Linked DNA regions of Cricetulus griseus: region 1 is linked to region 2. The links are chromatin contacts, called in public Micro-C maps. All regions are on one chromosome and are shown on one strand. Each heading gives the region's core, a stretch centred on a gene start, on an enhancer-like site or on the middle of the called end of the contact. The rest is flanking DNA. Distances are from core to core; before and after follow the strand shown. Region 1 holds the start of LOC100755571 (signal transducer and activator of transcription 5A). Region 2 holds the start of Hspb9 (heat shock protein beta-9).

What was found. A called contact is a pair of places that touch in the nucleus more often than the background predicts.
Region 1: a Micro-C map of the CHO-K1 cell line shows a contact between it and region 2, with 2.0 times the contacts expected there. The contact joins the promoter of LOC100755571 here to the promoter of Hspb9 in region 2. A contact is called at or near these places in 2 of 8 Hi-C or Micro-C datasets (both in the CHO-K1 cell line).

The regions. Positions count from the first base shown.
Region 1 is chr7:113,899,653-113,902,352 of CriGri-PICRH-1.0, reverse strand. It overlaps LOC100755571 (signal transducer and activator of transcription 5A), which reads right to left and starts at 1,434. Exons shown (of 18, transcript XM_027428132.2): 1 at 1,190-1,434; 2 at 296-433; 3 at 1-7. The coding sequence starts at 423.
Region 2 is chr7:113,754,399-113,757,098 of CriGri-PICRH-1.0, reverse strand. It overlaps Hspb9 (heat shock protein beta-9), which reads right to left and starts at 1,448. Exons shown (of 1, transcript XM_035448155.1): 1 at 948-1,448. The coding sequence starts at 1,436. The coding sequence ends at 948. Rab5c (ras-related protein Rab-5C) reads left to right here. Exons shown (of 6, transcript XM_027428140.2): 6 at 1-503.

The sequences.
Region 1 (2,700 bases), core at 185-2,684, 150 kb before region 2:
GGCATCCCTTGGGACAACACAAGGAGAGAAAAACTGTACCAAGGATATCAAGCAGCAAGAGTGATTCAGGGCGTTGCAGTCCCACAAGACTCGCTCCTGGCGGCTGTGCATCAAAGTCGAGAAAAGTCTCCCCTCGGTAGCTCCCATTGCCCTCTTCCCCTTTCCCGGGGACACCACCCCTTCCGCACAAGGACAGATAGAATCAGAATCACACCAAACCACAACGAAGAGACCCTTTGGCCTGGATAGCAGGGACCCACACTGAAGGCGAAGGTTCAGGGCATGGGACACCTACCAGGGCTGACTCTCGATCCACTGGGCCAGGTAGTGCCGGACCTCGATGGGGAAATGCTGCCCGTAGAGCACTTGCATCTGGCGCAGCGCATCGCCCTGCAGCTGCTGGGCCTGAATCCAGCCCGCCATGGCTGTTCACCTAGAGGAGAAGGTAAGCCATTTGTTCCGCAGAGGTTTCTGGCCTGCCTGTGCCCTGCAGTGCCACCAAAGGACCTAAGGACTGCGGTGAGGCCAGGCTCCTCCCTCACCCCAGGCACGCTTTCCTGTGCGGGAAGAGAGATGGCTACCCTTCCCTTCCAACAAGGAACCCTCGAGGCTGGGGGTGGAGATCTGGGTAGGCAGATGCCCTCCTCTCTTCCTGTCCCCTTTCCTCTTCGTGTCATCCCCTAACTAAAGGGGTCTACAAACCGAAAGAGAAACTTAAGAGACAGAGGCCCACAGTCCCCCGACCAAGAAACGACTGCAAAATTTCTTCCCACCCAGCCTCTGACCCACACTCTCAATTTCTGGGAAGGGAAGCTATGCCAAGCCGAAAGTTAGGGCAATGCAGCGACCGTCACTCGAGGTCCGAGTCTCCTCAGGCACGTGTCTGGGGCTGTCAGGGAGAGAGGACTAAGAGATCGACTGTCTTTAGAGTAGCCCTGGGCTGCACTCCAGGGTCTGCCCGCTCCAGGTGGAGCCTGACAGTATCGGTGCCTCTGGGTGCGTCCACCCCTGGCTGCCCCCTGCACGGGTTCCTCGTCCCTGATTCCTCTGAAGCTCCCACTCGAAGCCCAGACCGATGTTTGCCCGGTGTCAGGCCAGAGGGGACTCTAGGGTGCTGGGTCCCAAGGACGCGGCTGCAGCCTAAATCCCCTATCCACGCGCCAACGCCACGCCACGCCGACCCACCCACCTGGTGCTGAGGAACGCCTGCTGCTGTCGCTCCCGGTCCGGGCTCCTGACCGTTCCTGACGGCTCTTGACGGCTGCGGTGGTGGCGGCTGTTACTACAGGAAGGAGCAGAGAGCAGCGATTTCCTCCTCAAAGGTCAGCTGCCTGCGATAGACCATACACAGCGCGCGAGCTCGCGCCAGCACCCCTCCCAGCGGCCGTCGCTCCCTCCTTGCCTCCGCCCTCGATCGCCGGCTCTCCGGCACCCCGGCTCCCCAGCGAGTGCGCTGCAGCTACGGGGGAACCCAACAGACCACCCGGCTGGGCGGCGCCGTGCAGAGGACCGCCCCGACGACCCGGTCCCTCGGGAGCCCCGGTTTGTGCTCCCCTGCGGCTCCGGCTGGTGGGAGGGGGGGAGTGAGGGAGTGAGGGTGAGCGTCCTGGGACAGCTGAGCTGGAGCAGCCGGGGTGCCGGGAAGTCCCGAACTCTGGAAATCCCAAACTAGGGCCTCGGTTTTATCATCTGTTAACTAGGGAAGGAAAAAAAAAAGAAAAAAAAAAAAAGAAAAGAAAAAAGTGAGAGGAGGAAGAAAAAGCCTACCTGTGGATGCCACCTGCCTCTGTCGTCATCTTCTCTTTCTCTGTCTGTAGATTAACAAAGTCTGGTGTGAGTGCGTGCTTGTGTGTGTGAGTGCGCGCTCGCGCGCGCTCACAGGTGTAGTGGGTGTGGCGGGTGTGGCTTCTATGACCCTGCAGAGTCAAAACTTTAGAGAAACTGGGGATTCCAGAAAAGCCAAGCTCACCTCTAAGGTCTCCCCACTTCTCTCCTTGCATGACTCCCACCATGTGACCTTCCCCCTTAAAGCAGGACCAAGAAAGACCTTGGCAACCATGCGCTTCAACCTTCCACCCCCTTTCCGACCTTTGCAGGTAAGAAATGTCAATCCAGAGAAGAGAAGGGGCCTGCCCAGGACCACACTGTGGTCACGTGGCCTCATCAGCAGACTGTGACCCATAAACTATTCATCCCCTCTGTCACCTAAAAGACGCCCATCTGAGGCTGGTTCTACCTTGAAAAAAGGCCCAGGAAGCGGTATTTTGCTTTTCTCAACTAAACATCTGCCTGCAGACTTTGCCATGGCAGCAAACCTGCTCCCTGGAGCTTTGCCTGGATCAGAGTCCCCATCCCTAAGAGTTCCCCCTCAAGGCCCAAGGGTTGGACAAGGCCAGGCTGGAAGTCTGCCATCCCCTTTGCCCAGCTTCCCTCTCCTCTGGGCCTCCTCTCTGCCTGGCAGCTGGCATGGGCAGTACCAAAGGAGGGGCCAGCCTGGCTGCCTACTCATAGCCCATCTGGGCCAAGACTCAGTTGCCTGGGGGATCTTTCTCATTGGCTTCCTCTCTCACTAATTCCTTCTTGTATCTTTTCTTTGCATTCCTAGTTCCTAATCCCTCTTTCTGGCCTTTGAGATCTCCCCAGTTTTATTCTTTTTTACTTTAGAGGGGGGAAAACCTGAAGTTCTTCTGCAGAAGTTGA
Region 2 (2,700 bases), core at 199-2,698:
AGCGTCATTTGTGACAGCCACATACCCATGGCCCAGGACCCCTCCACCCTTGGTCACCCTGACTTCTGGCTCTGAGCCCTATTCTGACCAAATCACGATGATGAGTATTTGGGGATGGGTGGGTAAGGGGGGGGGGAGTGGGAGGGGACGGAACCAACTTTTTCTGTATTTTGTATTGTATGTTTTCTTCAACATGTAACCAATCAGTATCTTGTCAATATAGTCAGCCGATCGATCGACCTCACACTTGTCTTCCTCGTCTTTCTCTGGCAGAGTTTGTCAGGCCATACATATACTTTCTATTTTTCCTGAAGTTAATATAAATGAATCATCCAGTCTGATTAAATGGCTCCACCCCCTGCGTGTGAGAGGATGCTGGTGGTCATGGTAACCAAAAGAAAGAGGCCCTGCTGGTGGCAGCTCTGATGGTGTAGGAAGACAGGACTGGTCTGGGGCTGACCCCGGGCTCCCCTCAGCTTACATTAAAGGATATGCAACCTGTATTTCCATTGTTGGTGTCTGTAGTGACCTCCAAGGGTTTTGGTTTTGGTTTTTTGGTAGGACTGCATTAGGTTTCTGACACCCATTCTTCTGTCCTCTCCCTAAAGAGAAACACTGAAGATTGCTCGTAAGGCCAGTGCTGCAGCTCATCACCACCTGTCCTCCATAGCACCCCTTGCCAGGTTTAACACTGTCCATCCTGGTTCAGGACCATCCATTGAGTCTGAAAATTGCCATAGGCCATCCCAGCCCTCTGCTGCTCCCTGCTGGAGCTGTTGTTATTAGCTAAGTCCACACTCCTCTCCCGATTAATCAGTGTAATTACTACCTGCTGAGATGCCTACCCTGGCCACCTCTTCCCTGCAGCTCCAACCCTCCATCCTTAGAAAAAAACGCTGAGGGACTCCTAAGACTGCTGCACAACTCGGTTGTTTAATGGGTCAGGATCAGTTGGAGTGCTTAGATGCCCGGCTCTTGAATCTCGGGCCGTGGCCTTGGGCTTCAGGGGGAGGTAGTGACCTTTTTTGTCCCAGGACCCACAGATGGCCAGAGGGTGTCAGGTTGCAGGTCATGGCTGCAAGATCTAAGTTCGGTGGGAGCAGCATTTGCCGGTGCATCGTCTGCTCTATTCGGTAACCGCCCCTGACCCCGTCATTCGACACCTCTTGCCGCTGACCGGTCACTGTCAGGTTCTGGCCGTCCACCCGCACCATCAGCTCCTCCGGAGCGAAGCCTTGGGCATCCAACTTCATCTGGAAATTTGCGTGCACCCGGCTATTGCTCGGCACCACAGCCAGATCATTCTTGAGCAGCCTCACGGGTAGTATGGCCACTGGATATCCTTCAGACAAAGCAACGCTGGGACATCGGGACGTCACCCGGTTCTCCCCCAGCTCTTGTTGCCCGGTGGAGAAACTGCTTCCTACCCGCTGCATCCGAGAGAGCAACTGTTCTTAGGTGCACGAGGTGCAGGAGCAATCCACGCCCCCACCCCCACTGCTCTGGGCAGATTCGTAAAGAGGGCCCGCCCACTCCGCGTTCGGAGGGCCAAATGCTGGCAGAGATCATGTCAGCTTTGTCCTTCTTCCTTGCAAACAGCAGGTAGTGACCAAGCCTCCTACCGCTGCTTTTGTCTGAGACTGTGCTCCTCTGTGGGCCCTCTTGTCGATCTATATCAGTGGGCAGGTGGCTGGGAGGGGTTGGGTCACCTGAAGATGCGTAATTTCAACTCCTCCACCCCAGATGGAATTGAGCAAGAAGGCTGAAGAGGACAGCCTGCCTTGCCCTGCCCTGCTCTGCCCTTCCCTCCTAAGAATCAGGCCTGAGGCAAAGAAAATTGTTCCTTGGACTGAGCCAGAAGAGGGGACCTTCCAGGTCTTCTCGAAGAATAGTCTCTCCATGACCTTTCACAGACCTGAACTAATACATGGAGAAGAAAATAAAATGGGTATTTCTCTGCCTTTTTTTTTTTTACACCCCACCCCCACCTTGGGGGAGGCAGGGAAAAGATGAGGATAGGAGGAGAGGAAGGGAATGGTCAGGGATCTTTGTTCAGATTTAAAGCAGGGCGAGCTGTATTTGCCTATTCATAGAGCAAAAATGGGGACCCTTCCCTGTATATCTGCAGGTCAGCACTATCTCTGGTTTTTTAATTTGCTCCTTTACTCACAATCTCAGTATTTCAGTCTCTGTCTGTCTATCTCGCTCACACACACACCCTTGCCATAGGCTGGGTTTGAGCTTCAATCTCTACCTCAGCATCTATACCTCTGTTGTTTGTTTGTTTCTTTCTTTCTTTCTTTCTTTCTTTCTTTCTTTCTTTCTTTCTTTCTTTCTTTTTCAAGACAGGGTTTCTCTGTAGCTTTGGAGGCTGTCCTGGAACTCGCTCTGTAGACCAGAGCTAGTCTCGAACCCACAAAGATCCATCTGCCTCTGCCTCCCAAGTGCTGGGATTAAAGGCGAGAGACACCACCGCCCAGATGTCTCTGTTCTTTTAAAAATAAACTGTTTCAGCTGGGCGTTGGTGTCATACGCCTTTAATCCCAGCACTCGGGAGGCAGAGGCAGGGGGATTTCTGTGAGTTCGAGGCCAGCCTGGAGTACAGCGTGAGTTCCAGGATAGGCTCCAAAGCCACAGAGAAACCCTGTCTCGAAAAACAAAACAAAACAAAAACCAAAAACAACGACAACAACAACAAAA